Regions from separate parts of the Xenopus laevis genome. Here region 2 is linked to region 1. A link is a contact called in public Hi-C data. All regions are on one chromosome and are shown on one strand. Each heading gives the region's core, a stretch centred on a gene start, on an enhancer-like site or on the middle of the called end of the contact. The rest is flanking DNA. Distances are from core to core; before and after follow the strand shown. Region 1 holds the start of rspo1.L (R-spondin-1). Region 2 holds the start of lsm10.L (U7 snRNA-associated Sm-like protein LSm10).

The links. A called contact is a pair of places that touch in the nucleus more often than the background predicts.
Region 2: a contact with region 1 is called in a Hi-C map of the XTC cell line, with 2.3 times the contacts expected there. The contact joins the promoter of lsm10.L here to the promoter of rspo1.L in region 1. A contact is called at or near these places in 2 of 4 Hi-C or Micro-C datasets (the XL177 cell line and the XTC cell line).

The regions. Positions count from the first base shown.
Region 1 is chr2L:88,160,996-88,168,579 of Xenopus_laevis_v10.1, forward strand. rspo1.L (R-spondin-1) reads right to left here and starts at 2,975. Exons shown (of 6, transcript XM_018246716.2): 1 at 2,447-2,975.
Region 2 is chr2L:88,310,082-88,317,804 of Xenopus_laevis_v10.1, forward strand. lsm10.L (U7 snRNA-associated Sm-like protein LSm10) reads left to right here and starts at 3,895. Exons shown (of 2, transcript XM_018246717.2): 1 at 3,895-4,049; 2 at 7,534-7,723. The coding sequence starts at 7,563.

The DNA.
Region 1 (7,584 bases), core at 1,725-4,224:
AGTTAAATCTTTTGCACATTGTGGTGCCTGCAACTAACATGGACACAAAATACTAATTTGTACAGAAGTTTGAGCGACGTGTGTTTTATAGATTTTGACTCTTCTGTTCTGTATAGTGATGGGCGAATCTGACCCATTTAACTGAAAATTTGACAAAATCCATTGAACTCTATGGGTGATAAAATTCTTTAGACGCACACATATTTTATTTGACACACACACAACAATTGTTTTCACTCATTGGAGCCTCTATTTGTACTTCCTAACTACAGCTCTTTATCAAAGGTTTATTTAAGTTTACACCAAATACTAACAACAAAAGTTCAAATGGATTGAATGAATATATCATTGTTTTCCTGATGATATGGAGCTAATTGTTATCTCTGGATGAAGAGTGTCACTGACACTGAGAAACCGACAATCACTTGACTGCAAGAATTTAGTGATGATTCATAAGTCAGCTCCTTGTCGGTTTGGCAAAATCTATAAGCAGGATATTTATACAGGTCACCAAACTGTACTTATCTGATTGATCTGGCCAATCAGTAACATTGTAATGTGCCTCTGTGGGACCATTACGTTTGGCTGGTGACTCCATATAGATACTAATAGGGATAATCCGATTAGTGCAGTGCTGTAAATAGATGTTACTGGGCCCAATTGGTAAATTGACATATTCCAGTGGACCCCAACCAGTGGCTTGTGAGCAACATGTTGCTCACCAACTCCTTGGATGTTGCTCTTGGTGGTCTCAAAGCAGGTGCTTATTTTTGAATTCCAAGATTGGAGAAGTTTTAATTGCATGTAAACCAGATATAATGCCGGACAACTCCACCCGTAAGCTGCCAGTCCATTTATGGGCTACAAAATGACCAATCATAGTCCTTATTTGCACAACCCAGGAACTCTGTTGGGGACCCCTGACATATTCTATCAAGATAAATTGAAAATTTTCATTAATTAGGGGTTCACTGACAAAGGATCATGAGGCAAAGTTTAACTCTGTCCAGCCCAAAAACTGGCCATAGCATCCCTCATTAATTACGTGCTTCTCTTCCTAATTAAATTAAAGAGCATCAGATTAAAGGTCTTGTGGTCAAATAATCTGCAACAAATATATTTGTCATCTTGGTACATATGTCCACAGAATATTATGCAATGCATGAAAACACCTTTTTCCGCTCCAGAATTTCCTTAAAACCATATTAAAAGTCACACGAGACACTTAAACTGTCAGATGAATGCAGCGTGTAGTCGTTTTTTGGTTTTTTTTAACTCAATATCCATGATGAAAACAGAGTTTCTGTCCAGCATTAGCATTTAAGAAACTGAGACCCCAGTTCTGCCTGGTTTAAATTATAAAGCAACTAGAAATCAAACTTGTGGAGACTTTTGTTCATTTGCTCTTGTTTTTAACACTTTCGATGTGATTTTAGTGTAGAATGTACATTTTTAGTTACGTGTTTCAAATTATGCAGTATGAAACAACCTAAAAGAAACCAAAAACACATTTTTCCCCCATTACACCCACTAATTTTGGTTTCCAAATCTGATAACTGTAGGATCTGCCTGGCACAGAATTTGCAGAACAGTCCAACAGGATAAGAAACACTATGTTTGCTTTCAATAGTTCTACAGTTGATGCCAAATTGCCATTGCCATTCATTAGACCTCTACAATCTGCATGCAACATAATCATTTGTGTATTGTAATCATAGTCCTAAAACTGGCCATAGACGTGCAGATTAGAGCCTATGTCAGATGAACAATCATCAGTGCCAATTTTCTGACCTGCAACTAACCATTCAGATTAAAATAAAGTAGTAAAGAGATCAAATCACAGAATGCTCGGGCCATTAAGTGACAGACCGCAATCATACGAACATCATGTCTGAAAATATTAGTGACAGTTTTCCATTGATATCGTCGATATGCAATACATGCAGAGATCTTATCGGTAGACAATATAAATCTTTTAACCTGTCCGACCGAACAACATGGTACAAAAAAATGTCAGGACACTCAAGGTCCAAAAATCGTATGAATCTTCGTTTTGTACAATGGTATCTTTGCGTCTATGGTCAGCTTTAAACTGACCAAATTATAATGCCTAAGAGTATCCCTCATTGTGTGGCTGCTGTGCTGAGTACAATAAATAAGACATTTCTATTTCTATGGTTAAATTATACTCCTGTATCTGGCATATAAAAGGCATCACTGTAATCTCTGTGAGATATATAAAACAGTATCCAACAATTCTCATAAGCGTATCTACTAAACTATCTATCTTATTGATCAATCCAATGCCCGGACTAAAATAATTGACTGATAAGCATGTGATATTTACACTTTTTATAGCAAATGTATGTCTAAGGCAATGTCACAGGTATCTAACAACGAACAATGACTAGTGTAGGAAAAATCACATTAAATCAATGAAGCTTACCTGTGCTGTAGTATCCACAAGCTTTTTTTTCCTTTTAGAAATCCCTGTTCGACCAAAGGATACAGAATTAACCAAGAAAGGCAATCAAAAAGTCCAAAAGCAAAGACTTGTATATGTTTGTAAAAGAAGACAAAGAAAAAAAGGTAAATTTTTGGCACAAATAAACACTGCAGAAAGTGCTTCTCTACCAAACACTGAAAGCTCCAAGTGGTTTTCACAGAGAGATCTGCCTGTGTCTGTATTGCAGTCTATCAGCAAAACCTAGTGTTCACTTCTAAGCAAATTGTCCAGTGAGAAAAAAAAGCTTCTCCAGCCCCGACCACATTCATGTGCATGAGGCTAACTCTCTCTCTCTCCCTCTTTCTCTGTCTGTCTGTCTCTTGCTCTCTCTCTCTAGAGCATCTAGCTTTTCAAGGGTAGAGTGGGAGATATCTGTTGCATGAGAGTGAAACCCCCCTACTAGAAAGGAAAAGCTTTAACTCCTCTTGTGCTGTGCAGGGCAGCAGAATTTACAATGTAAGCCAGAAAGTTGCTTGCTGTTGTTTTTTTTGGACATTTTATACTTGAGAGGAGGAGGGGAGTATTTCCATTTTCTGAGAGAGCCTATCATAAATGCGTGACTTTTGAAACTGAAAAATTGCTGCCTTCTCTCTACATAGCGCAAACTGTCAGTTTTTAATAAATAAATAGTAAGTTCTAAGGTCTGAGCTAGGCTGAATAGGCTCCAGAGAAAACAGCTCACTAAAATTCCTCTGACAGGAAGACATGGCATGCCATTTCATATATTTTAAACACTGTTAAAGAATGAAAATATTTACCTATATACCCTGGTACCTGTTATTCAGAATACTCGGGACCTGGGGTTTTCCAGGATATGAGGTAATTTGGATATCCATAACATAAGTCTACTAAAAAATAATTTACACATTAATTAAACCGAAAAAAAGATTGTTTTGTTTTAATGATATCTTAATTGGATCAATATTTTATGGATCTCAACTAAGATTATATTTTAGTGCTTCTTTAAAGCAGGTACAACTAGCCTGGATCCCCAACTGTCACAGAACAACTGGTTCCCACATTCCTCTTTGAGCCTCTGGCCAGAAGCTGTAGGTATGTACTTGACTCCATACTGTGTGTGCTAAACTACTTTGGCATCTGCATTATGGCTCCTTAGATCATAAAATGAGTTTCTAGAGACTATAGCCACAAATTGAATAAACATTGTTGCTAATGTGTCAATCTCTGAGCAGATATTGATGGTCTATCGCTAAAATATATAGCTCCCAGTCATTAAAAAGACTCCTTCAAATTCTTATATTTATCACATAATTTATCACTTCATATTGCTTAATTTATCTCTTATTTTGTCACTTAATTTATTACTTATCTCCCTCTTTCATCTAGTGCTACCGCTCGGATGCTGTTAAGCTTCTTCAAAAGCAACAGGCATCTCCACCCTCATATAGACAGAATGAATTTATATATATATATATATATATATATATATATATATATATATATATGTACAATCTGCTCATACTCCTTCATACTTGAGCAAGGGTACATTATAGAAAGTGAACCTTGCTATGATCACTGTATATTCTCCTTTAAAATAACATTCACAGAATGTAAACTGTCCAAGTAAAAGGTTGCCAGCTATCTATGCTGTATCAGTGCCACAGGCATAGTTATTATCTCATATTGTGAAACTAATTATACACAGCATTGTAAGCAAAAAAAAGGCAAGCAGTGATTCCCACCCCTTCAGAGCTTCAATGTCTGAGATGCTGGGGGATTGAGTAACTTACCCAAGGCCATAAGGAATTGGAGTTGACACAGTAATGAAACCCAGGCCTCTCTGCTTTAAAGTCCAGTGACTTAACCTCTAAGCCATTCCTTCTCCCCCTACAGCAATAGTAAAGCTTGATATTGACAGAAACAGTAGAAACATCAAACCACAATTCCACAAGGCTTTTTACATAAATAGAATAAAAGTCATCTTTATTAAATACAAAATAATAGTATTAGGCGTTGTTGAAAAATGGGACATGTCAGTACTTTTCTCATTACAGTTTTTCTAGTCACCAGGAAGTATTTTCTTCCATCCTAGCATTTTAAACCGCAAAATATCCCAATATACAGGGAAGCCGATGTAGATGTAAATCTTTTGTTACACATGGAATTTTAATTCTCAGTTTTTCCTGTTGCTCTAATCCCCCAATGTAACTAAATGCAGAGGCAGTATGTCATTTTTCCAATAAACACGTTATAATGAGAATTTACAAGTTCTGAAACCACTGTCATTAACACCTTAATTTAACGCCTGCCAACGGAGATTGCAAAGAAAGGAGCAGATCCCACACAAGTGTCAGAATATGTGACAATAATCTAAAGTGCTCAGAAGGAAAGCAATCTTTCCTGTTTCACCTCATCCATTCTGCGGGCATTATTCCCAGCTGTGACCTGCTTGTACGGATTCACACTGAGAACAGCTGCTCCTCGGCAAGCCACTGATCACATGTCAAGGTCCCTCAGTTTAAGGCCTATTAAAAATGCCTTAAATTACCACTTAACCCCTTTTCTAAATAATGTGTGCAATCAATGGCACTCAAGAGAAGATTTGTGTGACTGATGTCATCTTTCAATCTTCCCCCTACCCTTTGACCTTGAGAAGTACATGAGGCTGGTGGCTGATACAGCTTACTTAAAATGCCCAAATTGTGCCATGGTTTATCTCAAATTGTATTTCAAATAAGACCATTATAAAACAACTGTACCTGTTCTTACCCAGAACAGCTCAAAAGGATTCTAAAGGTGGCCATAGATGCAAAGATCCGCTCGTTTGGCGATGTTGCCAAACGAGCGGATCTTTCCCCGATATGCCATTAACAAGCATGGCTATATCGGGGGTAATCTGACTGTTCGGCCGTATGACCGAACGATCAGATTACGATGTGCCATGAGCTCCGGCGGGATCGCCGGATGAAAGATGTTGGCACACGCCACACACAATCCGAAAATCGTACGAATCCTCGATTCGTATGATCGGATCTGTGTGTCTATGGCCACCTTAAGACATGTTAACATTTGAATTGCTGTTATGCAATTATGTGTCTGGTCTGCAAACATTCTAAGTGACTGGTGGTCTTGGAAACCACTATTCCAACATTGGGGGTCTATGTAGGGTAGGGGTTTTTATTAGCAAGGGTTTGGTTCTCCTTTAAGCAAGGCGAAACCTTCCTTATGGTTTTCGCATGGAGTAAAATTACACACACAATCAATTTGCCATTTATTTTCCAGAGCCTTTAACACTGTTCTTTTGGCAAATTTCATATTAACACAGCATATTATATATGCCCCTAACTGTAAACATTTGCACCTTAAAATGAAACATGCTTTCTTCTAATCTGAAGGATGACTTTATTACTCCTCTGGAAAGATCAAATCATGAACAAAGTTTATTGTATGGTTTATTGAAACGTAGTGATCATAGGGACCCCCTTATAGGGGCAAATTCACTAACCTCCGTAAAATCGATCACAGCGCAACACTTCGCCAGGCGTAGATTCGTCAGTAAAACGCTAATTCACTAAAATCTAAAGGTTGTGTCCAGGGCGCCGAACACTGGCGAAGTTGCGCTATCGTTACTGTGCCCAGCGAAGTGAAGTTGCGCTAGGGTCAGCAGTGATCCATGGGCTGCTAGTGCCGCTTGAGGCAGCAACCCTGATGCCGCCCCCCTCTCCCGCTCTGCGCTTAAAAGTATAGCATCGGAGCGGGTTATAATCCCTACACATGAGCCCGGTGTATAGTTTATTTGCCATATGTTAGGAAATGTAGGGGGGATTTTGCCCCATAATCTCTTGTTTACTGCTAATAATCTTGGCAAGTCTTATTTTCCAATATCTTCTTGCACCCCTCCCATGAGCCTTTATCCTTTAATACACTTGTTTCTGACTGGCATACGTTGCTACAGCAACGTTTATTATTTAAAGACCTAGCACCTTCTATATCAAGGATTCCCTGCCTTAGTCCTGAAAATGGTGTATGTAAACTGCATATTTTTTAATTGTTTGTCAACATCCCTTTGCAAGAACAACCCATGCTGGATATATTTTGCAGTACTGCATAATAATAATAAGTCATTAGAAAACACAGATATTGTACATAACTTTGAATGCCCTTCTCAAAGTCAATGTACCTCTGGTAGGGAAATAAGATTGTAAATGCTGCTGCAACAGGAACCTATGTGAGGGTGCAAATATTTTCTGAAAAGCCTAAGGACAAACATGCAGGGAGGTGCAAGAAATGGATCCCTACAATAGTTACTACTAGTGTATATTTGGCTAGAACCTTACCCTTTCTTAAAGGTTGGGTAGAGTTCTTTGCTTAAATGGATTTGGGTAGGTATATTACTATCTCTGTTGGAAAAAAAGGACTGGTACTAGCATGTCAGATACCCTGTAGTAGTCTATAAGGCTGGCTAAAATGCCATTTTTACTCAACATATCTCCATGGTATCTCCATGGGTTATTAAAACTATTTAATAATGTATGTCAACCTTTTAAGGTTTCTTATGATTCTGTTGTGCATGCTGTATATTAAATATGTTATATTAACCCTATCATTCCCTGCATAGCAGCAGATGGTAGCTGAGAATCATTTCAAAATGACTGGGGAACCTGCAGCTTGGTGCAGTTTTCATGAGATCCTTTTCAATTTGCCTTGCCCCAGAGATGAAGAACAGTTGGGCTGTAGGCAGGGGCGCTCCACCAATGAGGCAAGTTGAGACACTCGCCTCAGGCGGCAGCGCCCCCCTGGTTGCCAGGGGCGGCAAAAATGCTGCTCCTGGTAACTAAGAGCCGAATTTCCGGTTTTCAAACCGGAAATTCGGCTCTTCTAGTGCAGAGAGCGCTATTGCGCCCCTGCCCTCTCCGGCGCTATAAAGGTTAGTGCCGTGGGGAGGGGTGGGGGCGGCAAAAGAAGGCCGTCTCAGGCGGCATTATAGCCAGAATCGCCCCTGGCTGTAGGACAACCACAAGGTGTTTATTGAATGCAGACGTGTAAGAACTTTGCTGCAATTAACTGCAGAAAAAGTTCCAAATGAGTTGCCAAAGAATGGGAGCTACAGACCAACT
Region 2 (7,723 bases), core at 2,645-5,144, 150 kb after region 1:
AAGTATTTTGTGCATCACTAGAGTTGGTGGCAGCATGCAATTATTTTGTTTGTTGTGTGCTGTTGTGTGCTGCAGTTTTGTTCAGAAAAAACTGCCTAAAGGTTATGTTGGCCCTTGTTTCAGTGATACATATTTCAAATTAGAATCAGATTTTATTTTTTTTGTTTGAGGTGCTGTATAGCTGATATGATTAATTTCAGTGGGTCCAGAATAGATTGCTAGACAAAATATGAATCTGAGTGTAGATCCCTAAAATGAAACTACAGTATATTGATACACAGAATTGATGAGGAGAAATATGGTGACAACTAAAAGAGCAAGGGATTTAACCATGGCAGATATGTAGACCCAGTGGGAGGCCAACCTGGGTGAAGTGCACCATTGAAAGAAATTATTGCGTAGCCGGTGGCATCACATGAATTAATTAAATTTCACCCACCATATTCCTCCAGAAATTCCCAGGAAAATTACATTGTGATGGGAGGCCGGGGGGTTTAAAATAACTCCCATTTGGTATGGTTGCCACAAGGCTGGAGTTTTAATGGCCTAGCTGGTAAAATACCTACCCAGGCCGGGACCGGTATTACAAATTTACCAGCAATGTGGCTGCCAGTAATTTTTAAAATGCTCTTCGATGTAGCCCCTGCCCTGCACACCTAAGTCCTTAAGACCTACAGTAGAGCCAAATCAAAACAAACTTTTCACGGAAAGACATGTGTAAGAGGGGTTGTAACATTATTGTTAACAGAATTAGCCCTGTTTACTGCAAGAAATAACAAAAACAATGAACAAAAATCATAAATAAATGTGGCAAAATAATGAAAAGGGGTTATACTGTCCTTTTTTTAAAAAAAGTTACAGTGACACTTTTTTTCTTTTGATTTATCCATTATTTAGGTACGGTATATGTTCTGTGACGTTTATAAGCAGAGAGGATGCTGACGAAAACATGGTTAGACCCATCCCATTGATTATTTTTTTTGTAACTAATAGTTTTATTGAAATTTTTCATAAAAAAAAAAAGAAAAAATACAAAGAAGAAAAACCTTCAAAGAAAAGAAAAGAAAAAGAAAACAACAAAAGGAAAAGAAAATGAGTGGGTCAGCAATATATAAAATAAGATATACTAAAAGACATAAGAAATACATACATACTTAAATAGTTATATAAACTTGCCAGTCAGAGTTTACACATGGGATATAAAAGGGTAGCCAACACGATGACCAAATTGAAGAAGCAGACCAAGCAAGAAAACATACAAAACAGGGCTGAGGTCATAGACCAGAACTCCCCAGCCTGGTTTGGTATACAATAATGAACAAATAACTCTAAACCTAAGTATCCCATTGATTATTAATGTAGAAAGTATATGTAATTCATTGTTGGTATCAGGCCCAGACTGGCAATCTGTGGGTTCTGGTATATGCCAGAGGTGCTGATGTAAGATGCCATAGAAAGTCACTTTTTAGTGGGCTGGTGGGGGGCTGTTTGGGCCTCTGTAGTTGGAATGCCAGTGACTATTTTGATTCCTAGTCCAGACCTGGTTGGTATTCTAAAGGAAATCCTGCACTGATTCCAACCTTTTGGCACTACAGGAGTTCTGTGTCTCTGCTTTATAGTAGAGCAGGTACACTAGAAATTGGCATGCCTCCAACTAGAGTCAGGAGTGATGCACCACCCTGGGAACTTTTCTCATCCACTATCATACACAGAGAGGAAAGGTTGATATACACCCTACATTTAAGACAACTTGTATAAAAACAGTCTGCCAGCCAGGCTGTAATGCAGATTATTTGGTCTCTGAGCTTCTGGAGATCCATGTATAGTTGCCATCTGGGCTGTATTTGACCGGCCTGGCTGGTAAAAATTATGGTTGATCCCAAATTTATTAATAGGGAAAAAAGATAAATATATAGGAAAACTGGTATTTTTTTCCCTAGCAACCCTAGATCCCTGAGAATAACTTCTTTTCCTTCCACACCCCAAACAGTGCACAATGTTTCACTGGGGTACAGTCCTGCAATAGGTCGGGTACACGTGAAATACCCCCCAACACAGTCGGGACTCGGTTGGACTATCATTAATGTCTCAACCCGCAGGCACCCATTTGGTACCAGGTGGGTGCAGATATTTGGGGGAACAAAAATTAAAACCTGCTTTACTGTAAATTAAATACTGCGAAGCCACTTCTGGTTTCTGTGACATCACTTCGGCCACTTCTAGTTCCTGTGACATCACTTCCAGTTTAGTGGCGCCAGTTGGGTTTATCATTAGGGATGCACCGAATCCACTATTCGGCCGAAGCATGCGCTGAAATGGACAGAAATTGCCAAAGCGCCGGAAGACACGAAGACCCAGAAGATGGGAAGATGGGAAGCCCTATGAAAACCGGACAGGTGGCAACCTTACCACCCTGCCCTGCCTGAAGTTAGAGGTGGGGAAAGGAGGAAACCCCAAACTGGTTTCATATTTTTGTTTACTGACAGAATTAACAGAAACTATAATCATTAATTACAACAATAGGCTCAGTCAGCACAAGCCCTATTTATTCAGCTCATTGTGAAAAGAGATGTATACTGTTCCTTTAAGACATAGGGGTATATTTATCAAAGAGTAATCACCACAGTCTGCTAAAGTGAAATTCAGCCACTCTCCATTCATTTCTATGGGATTTTTAAAAGAGTATTTATCAATGAGTGAAAGTTGATCCTTTGATAAATACGCCTTTAAAAACCCAATAGAAATGAATGGAGAGTATCAGAATTTCACTCTAGTGGAATGTGGTGAGCTCTAACCTCACTATTTGATAAATATAGCCCATAGACTATCCTGTGAGCTCTCCAATATTCCCACTACCAAGAGAGATCGTCTGGAGAAAAAGACTTTGACCACAGTAACATTTGTTTAGATGCCCATAACAGGAATGCCAGACATACTCCGGGCAAATTTACTAAGCGTTGAAAATTTGCCAGCGACGGCTTCGCAGGCAGCGCAACACTTCGCCAGGTGAAAATCTGCTCAGACAACGTTAATTCACAAGCATGCAAAGTTGCGTCCAGGGCGCTGAATGCTGGCGAAGTTGCACTAGCGTTAATTCGGCAAGCAGAGCAAAGTTGTGCTAGCGTTGGCTAATTTGCATATGGTGGGAAGTTAAAGTTGAATGGACGTATATGTTGCAGGAAAGTACACTACACAAAGGGAAGCGTAATAAAAGAAAGTTGTTCTATTGCCCTACATATGAGCCCAGTGTATAGTGTATGTTCCATATGTTAGGAAATGTAGGGGGGAAGCTGGATACCCCCCAAAAAAATGTACAATCTTTTGCAGCCTATCACCCTGAAAAAAAGGAAAGACGCTAGCGTTTTTTGGGATTTAGAAAAATTTTCAACAATTTTCAAGTCTGACGTGAGAAGTAATGTCAGTAAAATCCACATCTTAGTGAATTTGCAGAGTTACGTCCATTCGCCAGAGCGAAAATTCGCCTGGCGTTACGGAGTGAAATAACGCTACAGTTTATTTCCTTCGCTAGCGAAATTATGCCATTGACCGTAAATCAGCAAAGCTCTGAAATGACATCACGCTGGCGAATTTTCACCAGTGTTAGTCACTTCGCCCTTTAGTTAATTTGCCCCATAAACTGAATAGGGATACACAATCCCCTGGAATTTTAAGGGGTTGACATATAGGCAGGACCCTGCTGCAAGAAGAAAATAGGTGCAAAGCCAGCTCCCAAAAGGCTTAAATGCAGAATGGGATTTTAATATTTTAATCAGAAATTATATTTTTGCCCTTTCAGTCTCCCTTCATCACAAAGCCTTCAGAAATTGAAATTACGTTGGTGCTATTTGCATATTGTTTCACTAATCCTTCGTCACTCACTTTTGTTCAGGGATTGTGCATTTCTAGAAAGTTTGACCCAGTAAGGCATCTGTAGGAGGAGCATGTGACCAGCTAACCCGGAAGTCAGACTGTTCGTGTGGAGGAGTTTAGCTGGACGAGACAAACGAAGTGAATAGCTGGATGGTGTGCCTGAAGTTTATAGGTTTCTAGTGAGTAGTTATAAGCCTGCATTCTATTATTATTATTACAAAACCCGAATTGAGACTATAGAGCAGCATTGGCAGACATGGATCTATTGCTTGCTATACTAGTGTTTGACACACCAACACTGAACTGAGCATTTGTGGGCGATATTATTCACCATATTACTTTTGTATAGATATAAGGGATATTTTACTGTCTGGTTTGTGTGTACTTGTTGGTTATAACACTAAGTCAGCTTGATTTTGCACTTAATTGAGACAGAAAATTGTTATACTCACATTGCAAACAGCACCACTATATGCTATTCATTTTATGTACTGGTAACCCCCTGATTAAAGGTTTAAAGATCTATAAAATAGGAAGATGATGATAGGTTTGCCAGTGCAGCCACATTGCCAATATTTACCAGCTTAGAGATCAAAAATATATTGAGTGGGGAAGCAATATTAGAGATACTTGATTAGAGATCCTCTATTACTTAGATTAGTAGTGACAAAACATTTTGGTGATTTAGAAATATCAGGTCACTTTTTTTCTAATTCCATAAGTGTATTTTTTTTTGCTCACGGTCAGGTGTTTATCTATTAGTAAAGTAGAAAGTTGTGCAGTGGTCCCCAAATTACAAATTATTTATTTATTTTCAGCCCTGCTGCCTTGGCAGACAAAACAAGTGCAGTGATGTAACAAAAATGCAATGCAGGGCTTTTAGACCAGCAACCATCATCCAACCCAGAGCAGCCCTGCACACCAGGGCAAATTCACTAAGATTCGAAGTTGCAACAGCTTCGCCAGGCGTTTTGCCAGCCCTACGCAAATTCACAAAAATGCGAAGTTTCGCTCAGGGAGGAAAACGGTAGGGAAGTTGCGCTACTGTTACTTCGTCAGGCAAAGCGGAGTTACGATTGCGATGCCTAATTTGCATACGGCACGAAGTTAAAATATAATATATGCTGCAGCAACTACATCACACTACACAAGCCCAGGAAGCCTTTAAAAGATAAAATAAAGGTGTTCTATTGCCCCACACATGTGCCCACTGTATCGTTGAGTTGCCATATGTTAGGTAATGTAGGGGGTAGGGAGGGAACCCCCAAAACAATTTATGCTATTTTTCATAATATCGCCCTTAAAAAAGTAAAAGACGCCAGCGTTTTTTGGGACTTGTCAACTATTTTTGGACAAACTCCTATCTATTGTATTGAACTTCGCCTGGTCTGACCTGGCGAAGTAAAGTCTGGCGCAAGAGGTAACGTTCAGTAAAATTCGCAAGTTAGTGAATTAGTGTAGTTACGTCCCTTCGCCATAGCGCAACTTCGCCTGGCGTAAAGGTGCGAAGTAGCGCTAGAGTAGGTCCAATTCGCTAGCGAATTTACGCCAGCACCCATTAGTAAATCAGCAAAGTAACGAAATGATGTCACGCCGGCGTATTTGCGTTAGCCGCTTTAGTAAATTTGCCCTCATGTCATAGACTCCCTCCCCCTCCCCCCTTGCTTGCCAACTCCTGCTCACAGATCCACCACCCTCTCCCTTTGCTAATGTGCCACTGCTCCTGCCCACCTGAGCTACAGAAGGGCCAGAACTGCCTACCTCTAGTTCTGGCCCTGCAGGTGAAACACTGCCTACATTAGATGAAGTAGATTGAGCCTTTTATAGTAAAGACTTTATAGGCAGAAAAGTGGTTGCAATAGTGTCAGAATTAACACTTTTCAAAATTAACCCCTTACCTACTAGAGATCTTTGATATCGATGTGCTGAGTATTGACCGTAAACCGGGAAGAGTAAACCAGGAATGTATATTCTATGGCGCCGCCAATTAGGATTCTAGCAGCAGGCACATACAATAGTTATATTAAGGCTACTGTGATTCACAAAAAAATTGTTCATAGTTTTCAGGAATAAATATTTTTTGAATTATAGTGCCCACCAAGAGGCTTCAGGTGCAGATATGTACAGTGAGTCACTTCAATATTATCTGATCTGCAGAGGACAGTGAGCCTGTCCAAACGCAATACATTTGCCACTCTGTTATGTCTAGTCATTGCTATCGTAGTCTCAAATTGCACAGCTCTTCTTCCATCAGCTCTGCCATGTCACCCAATCAAGTCATATAGTACATATCTTATGATATCTATGCTGAATAAAAAGCTAAATAACTCAAAAACCACAACTAAAAAATGAAGACCAATTACAAATTGTCTCAGAATATTGCTCTCTACACCTTACTAAAAGACAATTGAAAGATGAACAACCCTTTTAAACCTGAAGTTAACAAAAGTTACTTCATGGTTGTGCTTTTTTTTTTGTCACTTGGTGCGACTGTTGTTTACTAATACACTTATTCACGTACAGTGTATATAAATGAATTGTGTGTCCAAAAATGAACAGTAAAGGGTCATTAACTGTGATAAATTAATGCTAAGGTCCTACTGTTTTGTATTTACTTTTAATTTTGTGGTCATGAGTTTTGGAAGCCCATGCATACTCTCTAATGGCATGCAAGTGAAAGTGATTTGGCTCTATTGCTAGATTTCTTGGAAATAGACCTATGTAAACCAATAATGGCATGCTGGGGTCCTCTAGTGACCAAACAGAGGTATAACCTTTTAGTTAAAAAAAAAAAAAAGCCCACATGCATGCTTGTAAGATAAAAAATATAGTTTTATTAAACATTTTTAAAATATCAAAAACTCCCCACATGTTTTTAATATTTTAAAAATGATTTAATAAACAATATTTTTTATCTTACAAGCATGCATGTGGGATTTTTTTGAAGTAAAAAGTGATTTGGCTACCTTGCTACATTTCATTGCACAGTGATTTTTCCATGCATTGCTAGTCGGCAAACAAGTTGTGATCATGGGTGATAACTGGAGATATAGTTTTTATGATTTATAGTGATTTCTAATATTTTTCTGGGGACCCAACCAAGATAATTGAAAACAGTTTGTTTACAGCCATGCTCTAGCCAGCATTTCATTCTAACCATTTCTTTTAACCATGAAAGTGGCAGGGCCACTATTAAAGTACCATTGCACCAATGGTATAGATTTTACTATATTGGGTTGCACCTTGATCTATGCTGTATCATGCGTTTACTGGCAACGTGCAGTTCTACAAGATCAAGGTGTCCGCAGCATTTAAATGGTTAGGAATCTGGTCAAAAGTGTCCTAAATATGGGGAATGTTCAAGATGTCGTAATTTAAGTAAAAGTTTGAAGTCACTTAGTTAAAAAAAACCATTGTATTTGTTACAGCCAGTATAAAGGTTTAGCTGGTGTTATTTTCTTTTGGAAAAGTATAACCTGAATAGAAATGAGTTTGATGAAGTCATAAAGAATGTCTGCTATTTAAATAGATTAGTCCAGTCTCTCAACTGTGGGTAGATCAGACTTTGTTTTTAAAGATAGTGTCCCATTTATAATAAAGACTTAAATAATACTGTAAAGGTTGTCATTGACACAGATTTACACAGAATGTAATGTTTTCCAGAATAACTTGCCCTTTAGAGTGGTGTCAACATGGAAGTCAGCCACTCTGTGAAGGAGAGGACCATTTCAGAAAACAGCCTGATCGTACTTCTTCAGGGACTTCATGGTCGCGTCACTACCGTTGAGCTCCGGGATGAAAGCTCAGCTACTGGCACCATTACTAATGTAGATGCCTTCATGAACATTCGCCT